Regions from separate parts of the Mus musculus genome. Here all the other regions are linked to region 1. Evidence: chromatin contacts called from public Hi-C, promoter capture Hi-C and targeted proximity ligation data. All regions are on one chromosome and are shown on one strand. The core of a region is the stretch at or near the end of the contact, and the rest is flanking DNA. Distances in the headings are between cores, read along the strand shown. Region 1 holds the start of Cep55 (centrosomal protein 55). Region 2 holds the start of Blnk (B cell linker). Region 3 holds the start of Aldh18a1 (aldehyde dehydrogenase 18 family, member A1). Region 4 holds the start of Sorbs1 (sorbin and SH3 domain containing 1). Region 5 holds the start of Pdlim1 (PDZ and LIM domain 1 (elfin)).

Region 1 (2,896 bases), core at 198-2,697:
AACAGGGCAAAAGGGAAAGATGGACATTGAAACGCAAAAGCCTGCTTGCCGCCTTCTAGTGTGCCACCTTGTGGTTAATAAGACTATTCCTTTCTCCATCTGTTTCTCCGTTCATACTTCAGGCGGGAGGACTGTGTAAATAGAGAATTCCAGTATCTTGGATTGCCATCTTCCTGCTTTAAACAAATAAAACAAACTGAAATTCCTTACATGGTTTCTCATCCACTAGATTCAGTAACAAATGGATTTGTTGTCTTTTACTTAACAGTGCCTAACTACATTTGTTAAACTCTAGCCCTCGCAGCCACACTACCAGATGGTTATCTGCATCCTGGTATAGATCAGGAAACTGAGGCTCAAGGAAGTGAAATGTTCTCAAGGCCACACATCTATTAAGAGGCATTCAGGATTTTAACCCTTGTACTACATACATTACCTTCATAGGATGCTTTGCTACTGATTTTTTTCGCTGTAAACTTCTGGTATGCCTAGGCTAAGTCTAAGAACGACACGCCATAAGCAATTGTTTGCTTCAAGTTCTCAAGACGCTAATCAAGACCCTGATGTGACCGATAAAGACCAATAAAGACACATCTGCCTGTAGGGCAGCAATCTGGAATCGCTGCTGGGGCTCACAATCTCGGTTTTCAAACTGGGAGTTTATCAGCTCCCTACAGCTTCGTTCCCCATTGCTCCGCCCCTGAGTTTGACAGGGTAAATGAGTGGCCCGCCCGGAAGACTAGGAGGTTGTGCTCTACCTCACAAAGAGAAATTGGTTCCCAAAGAACATAGACCAGTCAGTCCCAGGCGAGGGTCACAGAGCTTGTCCTATGGATAACAGCAGGGTCCGAACACACAGAGAAAAGCAAGCAGGCCCAGATTGAACTGGTCCTCCGACTCTGTCCTTGGCTCCGCCTCCACCACGCCCACACTCCCGCACACCCACACCCACACCCACACCATCACACCCGCCTCATTTCACACCACGTTTCCACAGACACCCTCTATCTTCACAAGGTCCTTCTCTGACCCGGCCGGCACGGATTGTAGCTCCCGTCAGGCTCTATGTCTTGCTCGCCCTTACCTTCCCCACTCTGCCCCTACCCGTCTGCCCGGCTAGTTTCGATCCCCTCCCTCTGATTCCAGAGCCGGTCTTCGCCCCGCCTGCCGTCGGGTTCCAGACCTTGCCCCGCCCCTCCTCTGGCTCTAGACTCCGCCTTTGCCCCGCCCTCAGGCTCCTGGGCCCTCCCTCTCTCCTCCATCCTCAGATTCCAGCCTTCACTCAGATTGCAGGCCCCGCCCTCTCCCGCCTTTCCTCAGATTGCAGACCCCGCCCTCTCCCGCCCGTCCTCTGATTGCAGACCCCGCCCTTCGCCAAGCCGGCAGTGACGTGACCCGCCCTACAGCCGCGGGATTCAAACTCCCGGAAGCGGTGTCCTGGTTGATAAGTGGTCTGCGGCGGCGACGCGAGCGCTGTGTTTGTCTCAGGTAGTGAGTGGTCCCGGCCTCGGCCGGGGAGGGAGGGGAGGACAGCCGGGGCTCGTTAGCCCCTGGGCAGGACTAGACCTCCCGGGAGGAGCGCTGGTGAGCAGATCACGCCGCAGGACTCCGTCTCCCCTGGCTGGAATCGCTGGAACACATGCTGGCTCCCTGAGAGACCCCGCGCTGCGTTCCTGTCGACCGCCGGCCCGCAGGCCATCCTTTCGGCTCCTTTGAACTTGGCGGTATTATCACTTTCTTAACAGAGAGGTTACCGCGAGGCCAGTGACCTGAGCCAGGTCTCTCAGGTCTCCAGTGCGGTCAGCCTTTGCTTAGCAAGCGCTTCTCTTTGCAGTTTTTTATTTTCCTGCCTCTTTCCTGACCCCTCGTAGATTTGGGAGATTTACTGAACGGAAATGCTTCTTTAGACTCCTGACCAGAATGACTTAGGTCCCTTCAGTCGAGTCAGAGATTTCCAAGCAGCTGCCTTTAAGCTCTTGTATGCCCCCCCCCCCAAAAAAAAATCAAAACACAGTTCTTTTGAACAGTTGTTGATTGAAAAAGAAAATGTTGTGAGCAGATAGTACTGACTGCTAGCTTGTGTATGTATGGTGAGTTCTGTGTCCCATATTAAATTTAAGAGAGCACATCCTGAAGGAGATTCCACTAGGACTGGGTAGGGACGTTCCCGAGTAGAAGAACTTTAAAAAAAAAAAAAAAAGAACTTTATGATCGATTGGAATAGAAAATACTGGGAAAGGAAAGACTAGGTGAGAGCAGGATTGAGATGAGGAGGAGTGTGTGCTGGGTCAGCCTAGACAAGAGTCAAGAACACTAAGTTTTTAGGAATCCTCTCCAAAAGTTAGGATGCAAATGTCCTGAGGGTATTTTCAAACTGTTAAGTCCTCCTTCTGACGTCAGCAGAAGCCCAGGGAGAAACGTTTGTGGTAGCAGGTTCCTAAAACACGTTAACTGTGCATTTGCCTCGGCAGATTGTACTAGCAATTTTACTTGGTATTTGTCAAGATAGTGGGCAAAACCAGGTTGAATGCATTAATACAGATTTCGTTCAAGTTTGTTTATGCAGTTCTATTATTTTTAGGCTGATTTTATACAGGACAACCTCACACTCACCGCCCTAAGTAGATTTTCTTGTAGTGGTAGCTTTTATGACTATTAGTATTAATTACAGTTTAAGAATATGTGAATCTCCTTTTCTTTTGTTGTATTGCTGTTGCCTGCTACACTGTTCTGAAAGCTTCCTAGCATCCGAGACTCTATGTTGTTTCTTCTTCTTTCTGTTGCTTTAGCCAGCTTATATCCAGTCCCGATTAGGTTACCTGGTAAAAAGGCTTTGTAGTAATAGTCTGTGATTTGTTTAAACAGTTTTGTGCAGCTAGGCTGCCTTCAGTCTATG
Region 2 (2,896 bases), core at 255-2,754, 2.9 Mb after region 1:
CTCTCCATCTGTTTTCTCAGCTGCCTCTCAGAGGCTTAATTCTTGAAGCATCATCTTCATGAAGATGTCTCTGCTACTCCAATCCTCTTCTCCACTTCGTGGCCCCCTTATTATTTCTACGATGTCTGCTCTACCCTTCCCTTCCGTGAGATGCACAGCAGAAGATGGAGGGTGCCTGTGGGACCTTCTAACTTCCATGTTAAAGGCTCTGTGGCTCTCCTGGGTATCCTCTATAAAATGGCTGACCAGCTGATGCTGCCCGCTGGTCTGGACCCCTTAGTACCTCTCAGTCTGCCTCTTACCAAACCCCTCAGAGTGAGAAGACCCATGTGCCACCGTGAAAGACTGTCCTTCTATCAACTCCATGTCTTTTCTTGTCATTTGTCTCAGACTCTCCAGTGCTCCATCCCTTAAGTATGACCTCATGAAAGTCCAAAGTTCTAGCCTGCACATGGAATATAACACACCCTTAAACGTTTGAAAGTTCCAGCCTCTGAGAGTCATCAGCCCCACTTCAGAAGACAATGCTCTTCAAACTCAAAAACTGGGAAGTCATCTTTGCATGGTCTCTTGACGTATGTATGCCTTAGGCCACTGCTGGCTTATTCTTTCTTAGTATATATTTCTTTAAATTGCCAAAGCTGTTTTTTAAAATGGTTATTGTTATTATCAGTATGTGTGTGTGTATGTGTGTGTGAAATGTGTGTGGGCATGATGTGTCAGGGCATGCATGTGCCAGGCTGGCAGTGACTGTGGAGTCCAAGGACAGCTTTGTGGAGTTGCTTCTCTTTCCGTTTTTTATCTGGGTTGTGGGCATGGAACTTAGATCATCAGACCTGCACATTCAGCACTTTATCCAGTGAGCCATCTGACATTCTAAAATAGATAGTCATGAGGGTACTGGAGAGACGCGTAGTTCCCCCAATAAACTTAGGGTGAACACCCACAAAACAAACAAGAGTCAGTAAGCGACAGTGACTACAAACGCTCTTCACACCATGGATGAGCCCCTCCTCAGACTCAGAAAGCTGGCTGTTGCTAGCATGTGGGCCATCAAATTTTCTATCTTCTTGCCTTCCCAGAGCTTCACTCTTTGTCCCATCCCTGGCAAAAACCAGCCAAAGCAGGTTCCTTCACTCCTCCTACACGTTTCTTTAAAAAGCTGATCTACTTCCCTATAGCCATTGCTAACCGATTGGCACTGGTCAAGTATCCCAAGGTTTTGGTGCCTCTGAGCGCTGGAGGAGCCCTAGAGGGCAAAGAAGAGGAATAAGGCTCCGAAGGGAATCTCTTACCTCAGCTTCTGGCTGGCAGGGACAGTTATCTTATTCAGCTTGTCCATTTTCTTGAGAGAGGATGTGTCGCTGTCCAGGGGGGTGTCAGCAGCTCCTGGACTTCCTGGGGAGCAGCATGGTAAGGCTCTGGCCTCAAGAACTCAAGCCACTGGAACTGACTTCTGCGAGCAACCCACAGGCTGCTGGCAAACACCCCTGCACAGGGGAAGTAAAACTCGCTGGAGCGCATCGCCAAGTTTCATGTTTCTACGAGGTCATGTGATCCAGGGAGTCAGCCAGCCTGGCTGATTACTGTGCGTTGTGTAAACTTCGGTAGTGAAACCTTATTGGGCATGCAAATCCCTTCCAGTAGCTCTTTTATGATCAGGTGTGTTGCCAGGTTGGATAAGTTTCTGACTGAGCACTACTTCCTGTTTGTCCCAAACCTTAGGTAGTCCCTGTTTTTAGCAGATGGCCAGAGTCACCCTGCCACTTCTTAGGTACAAGGAAAAGCTGAATAATCAATTATATCTGGATGGCTCTTTGGGGGCTTTCTGCTCATTTGCATTAAGCCATGGGTTAGCCTCTTCTTCTTAAGAACTAAGACATGAAATGGACAGTTCTTGTCACCGAGGTCACAGCAGTGGTCATTTAAAATGTGATAGGTAATTCTTTGTGCAAGGTCAAGGTCACTTAGGGGTGGGGAAAGGCGACCCTATCGTATGCTGTGTGGAGTCAGGAGTTGCCTTGCTGAAAGCTTGCCATTTTCAAATAAAGACAGGATACACTCAAAAGTCAGCTGAGGACAAGCCTAGTGATTTCCCAACACATGACATCAGGCGGATGCCTCCTAACTCCCCTCCATGTCTTCCCCTCTCATCACACCCAGTGCGACATGTCAGGTGTAGGGGTATCCCAAGCACAGTGAAATCCCACACCTGCCTCTGACCCCATCTAGACAGTTCTGCTATACTCCTCGAGACAACAAAACACAAAAAACAAAAAAATGAGAGGGCGTGTTCTTTCTTCCCCTTGGACCTGAACACCCCCACCCCCACTCACCTGGCACATCCTAGTCACCTTTGTGAAAGGAGATTACGTTCTGAACATTATCAAAGGACCATCGACCTGGGTCTAAAGAATGCACGGGGGGTTGGAGGGAGACAGAGTGGAGGGATTTCAGTTATCTCTCCTGTTATAGCTTCAAGGGCCTGGCTGAGGAGAGAGTGGGAAGGAGGACCAGGCCAGAGAAGGGAGGAGAAGAGACAGAGAGCAAACCCGGATTTCTTCCCGCCCCTGCCCACCCCCACCCCCAGGTTCTTTGTTCAAAGAGGAGCTCTTCGGTCCTCCTGGTTCCTTGACTGTTCACGTTCATGCACTATATCTGAATTTGCCATTCTTCAGGATGTCCGAGAGCTGATGCCTCAGAGTGGTTGAAGGGTGAGGTCCCTTTGCAGAAGAGTAGGGCATCAGGAGAGAAATGCAGACACTTGCTTCCCGTAACTGTTGCCTTTCTCTAATCTGCCTGCACGGTTTTCTTGCAATGTATCCTGAAGGAGATCTAGTTCCCTGCCCCGCCCTTCCCACAGCTCTTAGCAGAAAGGAACATAAAAACCATATAT
Region 3 (2,896 bases), core at 102-2,601, 2.5 Mb after region 1:
GCGCCTGGGTGCACAGATAAGGCTATTGTCCACCCCCCTCTTCTGTCTTTTATAAGGCACTGACATTTCTTAACCTTTCCACTTACTTCCTTCACTGACACCAAAAGGTCAAAAGAGCCACTGATGGACAGCCGTGCTTAGTGGCAAACGCCTGTAATCCCAGCATTCGGGGGAAGTAGAGGCAAAAAGGATCAGAAGCCCGAGGTCGTTCTCAGCACACAGCCAGTTCTAGGCCAGCCTGGGCTACATAAGACCCTGTCTCAGAAAAGATTCTGATCGGGTCACATGCATAGTTCTAGACTGTTTACCCCTCTCTTGTCTAAGCACAGAAAGCTCTGAACGTCTGAGATCCTTGGAGGTATGAGGTCTACCATTTGTCTCTGGCCCAGGGAGGCAAGATCTTATATTGCAAACGACTGTTCAACCAGTCAGTTTGTTGTGACAGCAAAAACCAGACAGGTGATGCAAAAGCCCAAAGGGTATATACGTGGAGACTCTGTGATCGAGAGAGAAGTTCTTATATTTTAACTCAGAACAGCTTTCAAGTGACTAGACACAAACACACGGAGAGCTCTTATCTCACTTAGAGAAGTGAACTTCAGTCTCAACAAACTACCCAGAAAAACACATGCTGAGTTCATGGTTCACTACTTAATAGAAAGACAGAAACTCAAAGATAAATGTTGTTGCTTCGGAGGGTGGGGGAATAAGGCTGGGGTATGGCGTGCGGGGTGAAGAATCTGAGCGCACCCTTTCTGTGCCAGGAGATAATTATCACACACGGGGTCTCCGGGAATAACCCTGGCTGCAGGGAGAATCTCCTATGTACAGGTTCCATATGTCAGGTCGCGAGCCACAGAGAATTGCAGACTCAGGCCCTGGGAGTGCGTCCGTGGATGGTTTCACACCAGGTGTATGACTACTCGCAGCACAGGAGCCCTGGAAGCCGGTTGTGGACTTGGTAGGAAGAGGCTGCAGGGTCCTCCAGCCTCCGCTGGTAGCATACCCAAAAGATGGCCAGAGATCCCTGGGCCTCCTAAACCCTGCACCGGGAGCTGTGCATGAGCATCTCAGAGCACCTGGCTGCCCCGCGCCGCCGCCGGCTCCCGTGTCCACGCCCCTCCGGACCCGCGGCTGCACCCCGCATCTCCCCCTTTCAGTGAGTGTACCCCTTGCCCGGTGCTGCCCAGCCACCTACCTGCTGGCCGCCGACCCCAGCCCTGGACCACTCTTCGCGGCGACCGCCCTCTCCTCCGCCTTTTCTTCCGTCTACGTCCAGCTCTCCGGAGTTGCGTCAGCCGCGTTAGACTGAAGCCCCGTAGCGCCGCTGACGTTGGGAGACGGGTCTGACCCACGCTACGCCACGGCAACGGCGCAGGCGCTTCTGAGAATCGCGCCCACGCTCCACGTGGCGGCCCCCTCCCATCCCCAGGCTCCGCGCCCGCAGAGTATAGGGGCGGGGCTTCGAGCACCCAGAAAGGAACCTCCCCAGACAGCTTCCCAGAAAGGTAAGGAAGACTGGCTTCTAGTTGCTGATGGATTTCATAAAGCGTGTTTGACAGTTGATCGTCTATATGTCAGACTCACATTAGAAATAGATTGAATCAACAAAGACCGTCTCCCTCAAAACAAAAACAAAAACAAAGACTGGCTATTGAAAAAAATTGGCACCATGGTAAAACAAGTTGGCACCTAGTTACCCGAAAATAACAGCCCAAGTGTTTTCAGCAAAGGTGGTGGTAAGAATACTGCATTTTAAGACGGTGTGTTTAATCTCTGATTATTAATAACCACTGATTATCCCAAAGTTGAATGCATAACGGACACAGATCATCTCCTTCCGGGCTGGCAACGTTCTCGTCCCATAGCACCGTTCGTTGCAGGGAGGCCATTGTCTAGAGAAGGTCAACTGTGGCTGAAAATTGGTTCTTTATGCTTTTGTAGTCCTGACAATGCTACTGAGCCTATTCATTCATTTTCTAATTCACTAAAGGGAACTTACCACTACTTCTCAGTCCATGATGCAGGAGTATGGGGGGAAGGGCAGGGGGCGGGGAGCGGGGGGGAGTGGGGGGAAGGGCTAAAAGGAGGTTTCAGCTTAGGAGAGATCCACGCTCATGGATGATAGGTTTGCAGAAGAGAACATCTGGCTGGGAGCTCACCATACAAAGATTTTGAATCTTATGGGTCACCAAGTCAGTGAATCCAAACTTCTAAAGCCCTGGAATGATATGATCAGGTTTTTGTGTCGGAAATCAGCACAGAGGTGTAGAAACTGGGAAGTGGGTTAGCCTATTGCAAAGCGCCCTGTAAGAAATAAAGCAGACGAAAGGCGCCGACAGGGGGCGTGGGAGCAAAAAGGAAGGCGCGCTCACAGCACTTTTTGCTAAGGGTTGAGTACCAGGAAGAGGAGTTCTTTGAAATGAAATGTGCGTCGGCATATGAGATCTAGGAAGAAGCTGAGAAAATCTGTGCTTTGGGAAGGGTGTTGGCGCCAGGACGCGTTAAATTTTGAGCACGTTGAGGGTGGGGAGGTGGGGCATTAAAGAGAAACAAAACAGCAGGCGCTGATTAGATCTGGTACCCGGGCTTCTAAAAAAAGTGGGGGGGGGGGGGTGCGTGTGGGTGTGTGTCAGGGGTGTAACTAGACTAAGGGACTGGAGCTAAGTTAGAAGGCGATTCTGATTCTTCAGTTCACCCACAGATCACCTTATTGTAATTGCTTGTCTGTCTTCCCTCCTAGGGAGCAAACCTCTGGACAGCAAGAAAGCATATTCCTAGAATATGAGATACTTTGTAAGTATTTGAGGAGTGAATAATTATTATGTCTTTAGTTAAAAAAAACCAGATTTCTCAAAAAGTGAATTGGAATTGATCATCGGTGCTGAAAAAATAA
Region 4 (2,896 bases), core at 181-2,680, 2.5 Mb after region 1:
ACTTTTAATCCACCCTTCAATCACCACCTCGATATCTTTCCAGCCAAAACACACACTTAAATGTAAAGAGAGGTATTTTAAAAAATCAAAAAAAGCATGTGGTCAGACAAGCTGTCCCTGGCCTTCTCCAAGGAAGAAAAAGGACACACCAGTGTTGGGGACTGGAAGATGGGCGGGGGGGGGGGGGGGGGATCAGTCAGCGGCCTAACATGCCTGGCAGGTTCTATGGTGTCTCTAGATGAACATCCCGCCTACTGACTGAAATCAATTTTAGCAATTTCAGTAGGTCGGCCGTGTGACAACAGGGGCAACCCAGAGCTCAGCGATTCAAACAAAAATCCAAAGGCTCGTCCAGAACATGCTGGGAAAACCCTCGGACAGGATGGAATGAGCCGGCTCAGAGGGATCTTCTGCTTCTATGTAGCAATGCATAATAAATTCTGTCCGCCCGGAAAAAGCACTGATGAATTTCAAAGGCATAGTATGACACGCAGAGGTTCCAGGATACAGAAATCGACAGCACGTCGCCCTTCAAAGAAGCATAATGACTTTAAAGCCTCCTTTCCCTCCTATCTCGAATGTCACCACCGCTTATCAGGGAAAAGACCGTGGAAACCCCGGGAGGGACAGCCTGGGAAATAAGAGAAAGGAGTAGCTTTAGGTCCCTTTGGTGATGGGCTGCCCTGCAAGATGCTGTCATCCAGTCATCCAGGGAAGCATGAAGGGGCCTGGGCGGTGAGCGGAAGCACCGTATACCCAGACACACACCCACCAACACGCTCGGATGCAGGCTGGTCTGGGCCAGCAGCGTAGTGCTTGCCCCCCTCCCGCCGCCCTCGGCTTAGGTGATGGAGTGGAAGGGTGTGCTGATGAATGAATACACCTGAGATGCCTCCATCCTGACACTTGCGCCCTTCTTCCTTTGGCCACTGCAGAAAAGACCCTCAGTAGTTTCACTTTCCAGCGCAAACCCACCAGGGCTCTCCCGTCTCCATCCACCCACACTGCAGCCAGGCTGAAGCGGGCGGACATTCCCTCCTAAGCAGAGGCCATGATCGCACTTACCTTCACCTACCAAAAACGAAAAGGCATAAAGAAACCTGGAATCCCCAAACCTCCCCGCGTCCTAGCAACTTTTCTTGAAGGGACGGGGAGAGGGGACACAGAGCAGCCGGGAGACACGGCTCGGCGAAGGTCCCCCGCGGCCACCCGGGGATGCTCTGGGAGAAGGGGGGCCCCCAGGTCCTTCCAACAGCTGGCCCTTTAAAAGCACCTCCTCCGCGCGCTGAACAAAGGCACCGCTCCGGGGGCCCGCTGCGCCCGCCCGGGAGCTGCCGCCGGAGAGCGCAGCCGCCGCCCGCTTACCTCGCGGGTCCCCGGCAAGGGCTTGCGCGCGTCCAGCCCGGCTCGCGCTCCACGCTACAGTCAGCCCCGCTCTGTTTTTCTGCTACTCCGAGCTGACTTCACCGACACTGGGGCCGGCCAATGGGCGGCGGCGACCAGCCCCTCATTAGCATGGCCTGGAACCGTCCACTCCGGCAGCGCCCAGGGGGCGGGGCCTGGCCGGCCGTGACAGGAAGGGGCGTGTGCGCCAATGGGGAGGCGAGGAAGAGCCCGCCGCCAAGCCTGCGTCCCTGTGAGCGGGGCGCGCGCCCGCGGGTTCCCGCGGATGTCGCGCGCGCACCCGCTAACCCTTTCTACCCTGGGCTGCCCGCGAGTGACTCCAGACGCTGGCCCTGTGGTCTCTATAAGGGTTTGCCCACAGAGAGCTTGAAAAGAACAGTAAGCGTAAAATAACAGTGTGTCCTAGCTATAAACAAATTACTTAACCCTGTGCCCTTTTGCTGATCTGTAAAATGGCACCATAATTCCTCTTGATAAAATGTAGTGAATAAAAGCTTGCCAATGGCACTGTCAGTCTGATTATATTCTACCAGACAGTTGCCTAATGCTCCCTATTTTCTCATTTGATTTTCCCAGCCTTGTGAAAAAGACGTTGTTACTAGTTTCTCGTTTTAGTCTTTATTTATTTATTTATTTATTTATTTATTTATTTATTTATTTATTTTTGGACAGGCGGCTCACGTATTCTAGCGCGGCCTCAAACTCACCGTGCAGCCAAAGATGATCCTTAATCCCACCTTCTGGGATTAGAGGCTGCCCCACATACTCACACCCCAGGCCAACCTCCTGACTCAGCCTCTAGAGCGGATTATTGGCTGCACCACTCTGCAAATTGGGGAGAAAAGAGTTTATTTGGCTTACACTTCCACAACACTGCTCCCCATTGAAGGAAGTCAGGACAGGAACTCAAACAGGGCAGGAGTCAGGAAGCTGATACAGAGGGATACCGCATACTGGCTTGCTCTCCATGGCTTGCTTAGTCTGTTTTCATATAGAATCCAAGACCATGAGCTCAGGATGGCCCATCCACAATGGGTTGGAACCTCCCCCATCAGTCACTAATTTTAAAAATGCCCTACAGGCTTGCCTACAGCCCCATCTTACGGAGGCATTTTCTTAATTGTGGTTCCCTCCCCTCAGATGACCTTAGCCTGTGTCAAGTTGACTTACAACTTTCCAACACAACAGAATAGTCACCTGAGCACAATTAATTCTTTTCTGCTATCTTGGGCAAGAATCTTCAGCCCAACTGTGTTCCTAGTTAGCAGGCTGTGTGGTGGGGTAAGAATAGGACCTAGTGACTGCACAGGCAAGGGGAACCCTGTCTGTAAAGGTTGTTAGATGTCAGGGAACAGTGACAGGTCCTGGCTGAGCACCTGCTGTCCTCAATTCTGTTGTCTGTGTATTTTAATTGAAGACTTCTAGCTGTCTGGGAGCTCGTGCTATAACCAAGGAAACAAGAAGCCTCCAGAGAACCCGGGGTCCCTCAGCA
Region 5 (2,896 bases), core at 120-2,619, 2.2 Mb after region 1:
AAAAAAAAGACACATTTACAAGACTGGAGGAGCAAGTTTAAGGTTAGCTTCAGCAGACAAGTGTACAAAAGAATGGAATGTGGTCCCTCTAGGTCAGGCATCCCTGAGGTTTTTCTATCTCCTTAATTAAAAGATATTTAGTAACACCCCCGGGGCCCAGCGGAGTCACGCGCGCGCGCGCGCGCGCGCACACACGCACACACACACACACACACCTATATGAAAGGACTAAAAATCTAAAGTATTGACTCTCAGTGGGACATATTCCTTGTGTTTGGCCCAAATCACATAGCCAAAGTGTGGACTTCCAAATACCGAGCCTGAGTCTAACAGGGGGTTGCATTTCAATTACGGGCCACGGGTCTAGCAGTCTGCGATTGAGCCACCCGCCCTCCCACAGATAAGACCCAACCAAGAAGTTTTCAATCATCACCACCACACACCGTTAGTGCGCTTCCCCAAAAGGAAATGGCCTTATCGCGAATAACCTGGAGGGCAGAAAGGTGATCTAACCACCTTAGACAGGGAGAGACTACGGAGGTTTATCTGGGGTTATTTCCCAACTCCAGTGTTTCCTGTGAAAGGCTTTACAGAACCGAGAGCCAGCCACGGGTCATATCCGAAGAGTGTAAAATTGTTGTTTCGGTTGTTAGCTGAACGAATCCCATTCGCCTTCCAGGGAACTTTTCTGTACTCCATTCACCTTCCAGGACTTTCTATTGCTTCCGATTAGCTCTCCCCAACTCTTTCACTGTGAAGAGCAAGGAGTGTTAACTCTTGGCGCACAGGGTCTGCGGAGCCCCAGGTCTCCACGCCCAGGCACAAAGCTTGTCTGCTTGCCGCGCCGCGCCACGCTTCCGGGGCGCAGAAAGAAAACTGTCTTTGGCCTTGACTCAGCGCGCACCGAGCCCGCTTGCCCCGGAGCGCGGCGGTTGGGACGGGGTGGCAGATGGCACAGAGCGCTCGGCGAATGGCGCACCTGGATGCGCCCCACCGCGATCCCCTCGGAGCTCCAGTCACCCCGACCTCCATAGGGACGCAGCGCGCCGCCACCCTACGAAACCACCCCGTTCCCACGCGCGTCCCAAGACGCTCTTACCCGGGAAATGGCGAGAGGTTGTTCGAAGTCCTTGCCGCCCACGAGGCGGAAACCCCAGGGACCCGGGCCCTGGAGAACAATCTGCTGGGTGGTCATCGCTAGGCACAATCGGAAGGGACAGACAGGCAAGGCACAGAACTGCACGGCGCGCGGGGCTCCCGGAGCAGCTGTCGGAGAAAGAGCGCGCGGCGGGAGTTGGGAGATCCTGGGACGGGCGGGGTCGCGAGCGAGGGCGGGGACAGATCCGCCCCGGCCGCGTCGCTGCAGCCCCGCCCGGCCCGCGCCTCCACTCCCAGCGGGCCCGCAGGACCTCGCCAGACTCTAATCCGGGAGTTAGGCTCTTCAACTCCGCCCAGCAGCCCCGAACCTCCGCCCGCACCTCCTCCCGCCCTACCCACAGCCTTCTTGCTGCTCCCAACCCGGCATGAAAGCTAGGTGAGACCTAAGCCTTGTCCCCACCTACAGCAGACCTTACAAACCCACGCGTTGTGCTTTGCAAAAAGTCGAAAAGGATTGAGCGAGGTCAGAGCGGTTTACACTTTTGGAAACCGCAGAGCCGTTTAAGAGGCGCTTTCAAGTGATCTCACCTGACGCAATTAGGCGCTTTATCTCTAGTCCCATTTTAGAGATAAAGTCATTGAGGCTGCCCGAGATTATAAAGCACCCCTAAGGCTACGCAACAACTCGGGGTTGCTACTGAATCATTTTCCAGGCTCCTTGGGCCACCCTGGAAGCTTTCCAATGCTAATGGGACTATAACGGTTGGGGGGGGGGGTAGTCAGGGGGTTATAATTAGGCTCTACGAAGTTCCTAGAAACCTTTCCTCCTGGCTGGAGTTGAAATTGAAGGTAGGTGAATTCTGACGTTCCCAACAATTCCATCATGAAGTCCGGGGTGGACCAATGCCGGGAAAGCGGTGAATGGAAATTCCAGGGTTCAAAGCTCCCTATCAGTTTCTTCTGTGAGCTGCCCCCAAAATAAGTTCTCAAAACAGATTAAACCACAACTCATGCTGTCCACTGATGCTTCTTCACCCTGAGTAAAAATCCAACCCTTTAAATGCCTCTAAGGCCACTCCAAGAACGACTTGAATCTGCTGTAATCTGTCTCCAACTTTGACCACACTGGCCTCCTACTCAGAGCTTTGCCATCACGTGTATCCTTCCCCCAGATAACTCAAGGGTTTCTTGCAGATACCATCTTCTGGTTAAGGCCATTTCTGAGAGCCATTTAAACATCCCCTCTAGACCCCCTTTAACTTCCACTGCCTTAATTCTCTGCCCATCCCTGTGTAGTCTATAGTTTACTTATTAGTTTGTCCTACCCACATTCCTAAGCGCTAGTTTCAAGACCTGACGGGTTTTTATCTTGCAAACAGCTCACTGCGGTGTTCCCCGCCTAGAATAATCTCATGATGGATGTAATACATTAGCCAACCTTAGGACCACTGACCCCCTCGTGGTTTTCCTGGTTCCCATTCATTCGGGAAGCTGGACACAGGTTGAATGGATTTGTGAAAAGTGCAGCTCCTCGCGACCCCCCGCGGTCCTGGCCAATCTTTTGCGGGTCTCTGCACAGATTTACATATGAAAGGATCATCTTGTCCCTCACCCAACACAAAGGCCTGTGACGGCCAATGAATTGCTCATTTTTAGAAATCAAGGTCATTCCTGTTTTCTAGAACTTTTAAAACCCCTTCTTGGGCTGGAGAGATGGCTCAGCGGGTAAGAGCACTGACTGCCTATTCCAAAGGTCACGAGTTCAAATCCCAGCAACCACATGGTGGCTCACAACCAT

The links. Promoter capture Hi-C pulls out the DNA fragments that hold promoters and counts their contacts. Hi-C and Micro-C count contacts between places; a contact is called where the count stands out from the background. Capture Hi-C pulls out chosen DNA fragments and counts their contacts.
Region 2: a contact with region 1 is called in a promoter capture Hi-C map of pre-B cells, with 6 times the contacts expected there. A contact is called at or near these places in 2 of 39 promoter capture datasets (liver and pre-B cells).
Region 3: a Hi-C map of B cells shows a contact between it and region 1, with 7 read pairs. A contact is called at or near these places in 2 of 39 promoter capture datasets (the 3T3-L1 cell line and liver), 1 of 484 Hi-C or Micro-C datasets (B cells) and 1 of 130 datasets of targeted methods (astrocytes).
Region 4: a promoter capture Hi-C map of liver shows a contact between it and region 1, with 2.8 times the contacts expected there. A contact is called at or near these places in 3 of 39 promoter capture datasets (the 3T3-L1 cell line, the C10 cell line and cranial neural crest), 2 of 130 datasets of targeted methods (astrocytes and embryonic forebrain) and 1 of 9 other capture datasets (liver).
Region 5: a contact with region 1 is called in a targeted proximity ligation map of thymic regulatory T cells, with 9 times the contacts expected there. A contact is called at or near these places in 2 of 39 promoter capture datasets (cranial neural crest and hippocampal neurons) and 2 of 130 datasets of targeted methods (pro-B cells and thymic regulatory T cells).

Annotation. Positions count from the first base shown.
Region 1 is chr19:38,053,594-38,056,489 of GRCm38.p6, forward strand. Cep55 (centrosomal protein 55) reads left to right here and starts at 1,448. Exons shown (of 10, transcript NM_001164362.2): 1 at 1,448-1,724.
Region 2 is chr19:40,992,717-40,995,612 of GRCm38.p6, forward strand. Blnk (B cell linker) reads right to left here and starts at 1,505. Exons shown (of 17, transcript NM_008528.5): 1 at 1,296-1,505. The coding sequence starts at 1,342.
Region 3 is chr19:40,587,112-40,590,007 of GRCm38.p6, forward strand. It overlaps Aldh18a1 (aldehyde dehydrogenase 18 family, member A1), which reads right to left and starts at 1,352. Exons shown (of 19, transcript NM_019698.2): 1 at 1,199-1,352. Gm27042 (a long non-coding RNA gene) reads left to right here and starts at 1,421. Exons shown (of 4, transcript XR_386705.4): 1 at 1,421-1,508; 2 at 2,744-2,796.
Region 4 is chr19:40,512,306-40,515,201 of GRCm38.p6, forward strand. It overlaps Sorbs1 (sorbin and SH3 domain containing 1), which reads right to left and starts at 1,431. Exons shown (of 29, transcript NM_178362.1): 1 at 1,066-1,431.
Region 5 is chr19:40,270,247-40,273,142 of GRCm38.p6, forward strand. Pdlim1 (PDZ and LIM domain 1 (elfin)) reads right to left here and starts at 1,370. Exons shown (of 7, transcript NM_016861.4): 1 at 1,100-1,370. The coding sequence starts at 1,195. Gm41845 (a long non-coding RNA gene) reads left to right here and starts at 1,320. Exons shown (of 3, transcript XR_877853.2): 1 at 1,320-1,534.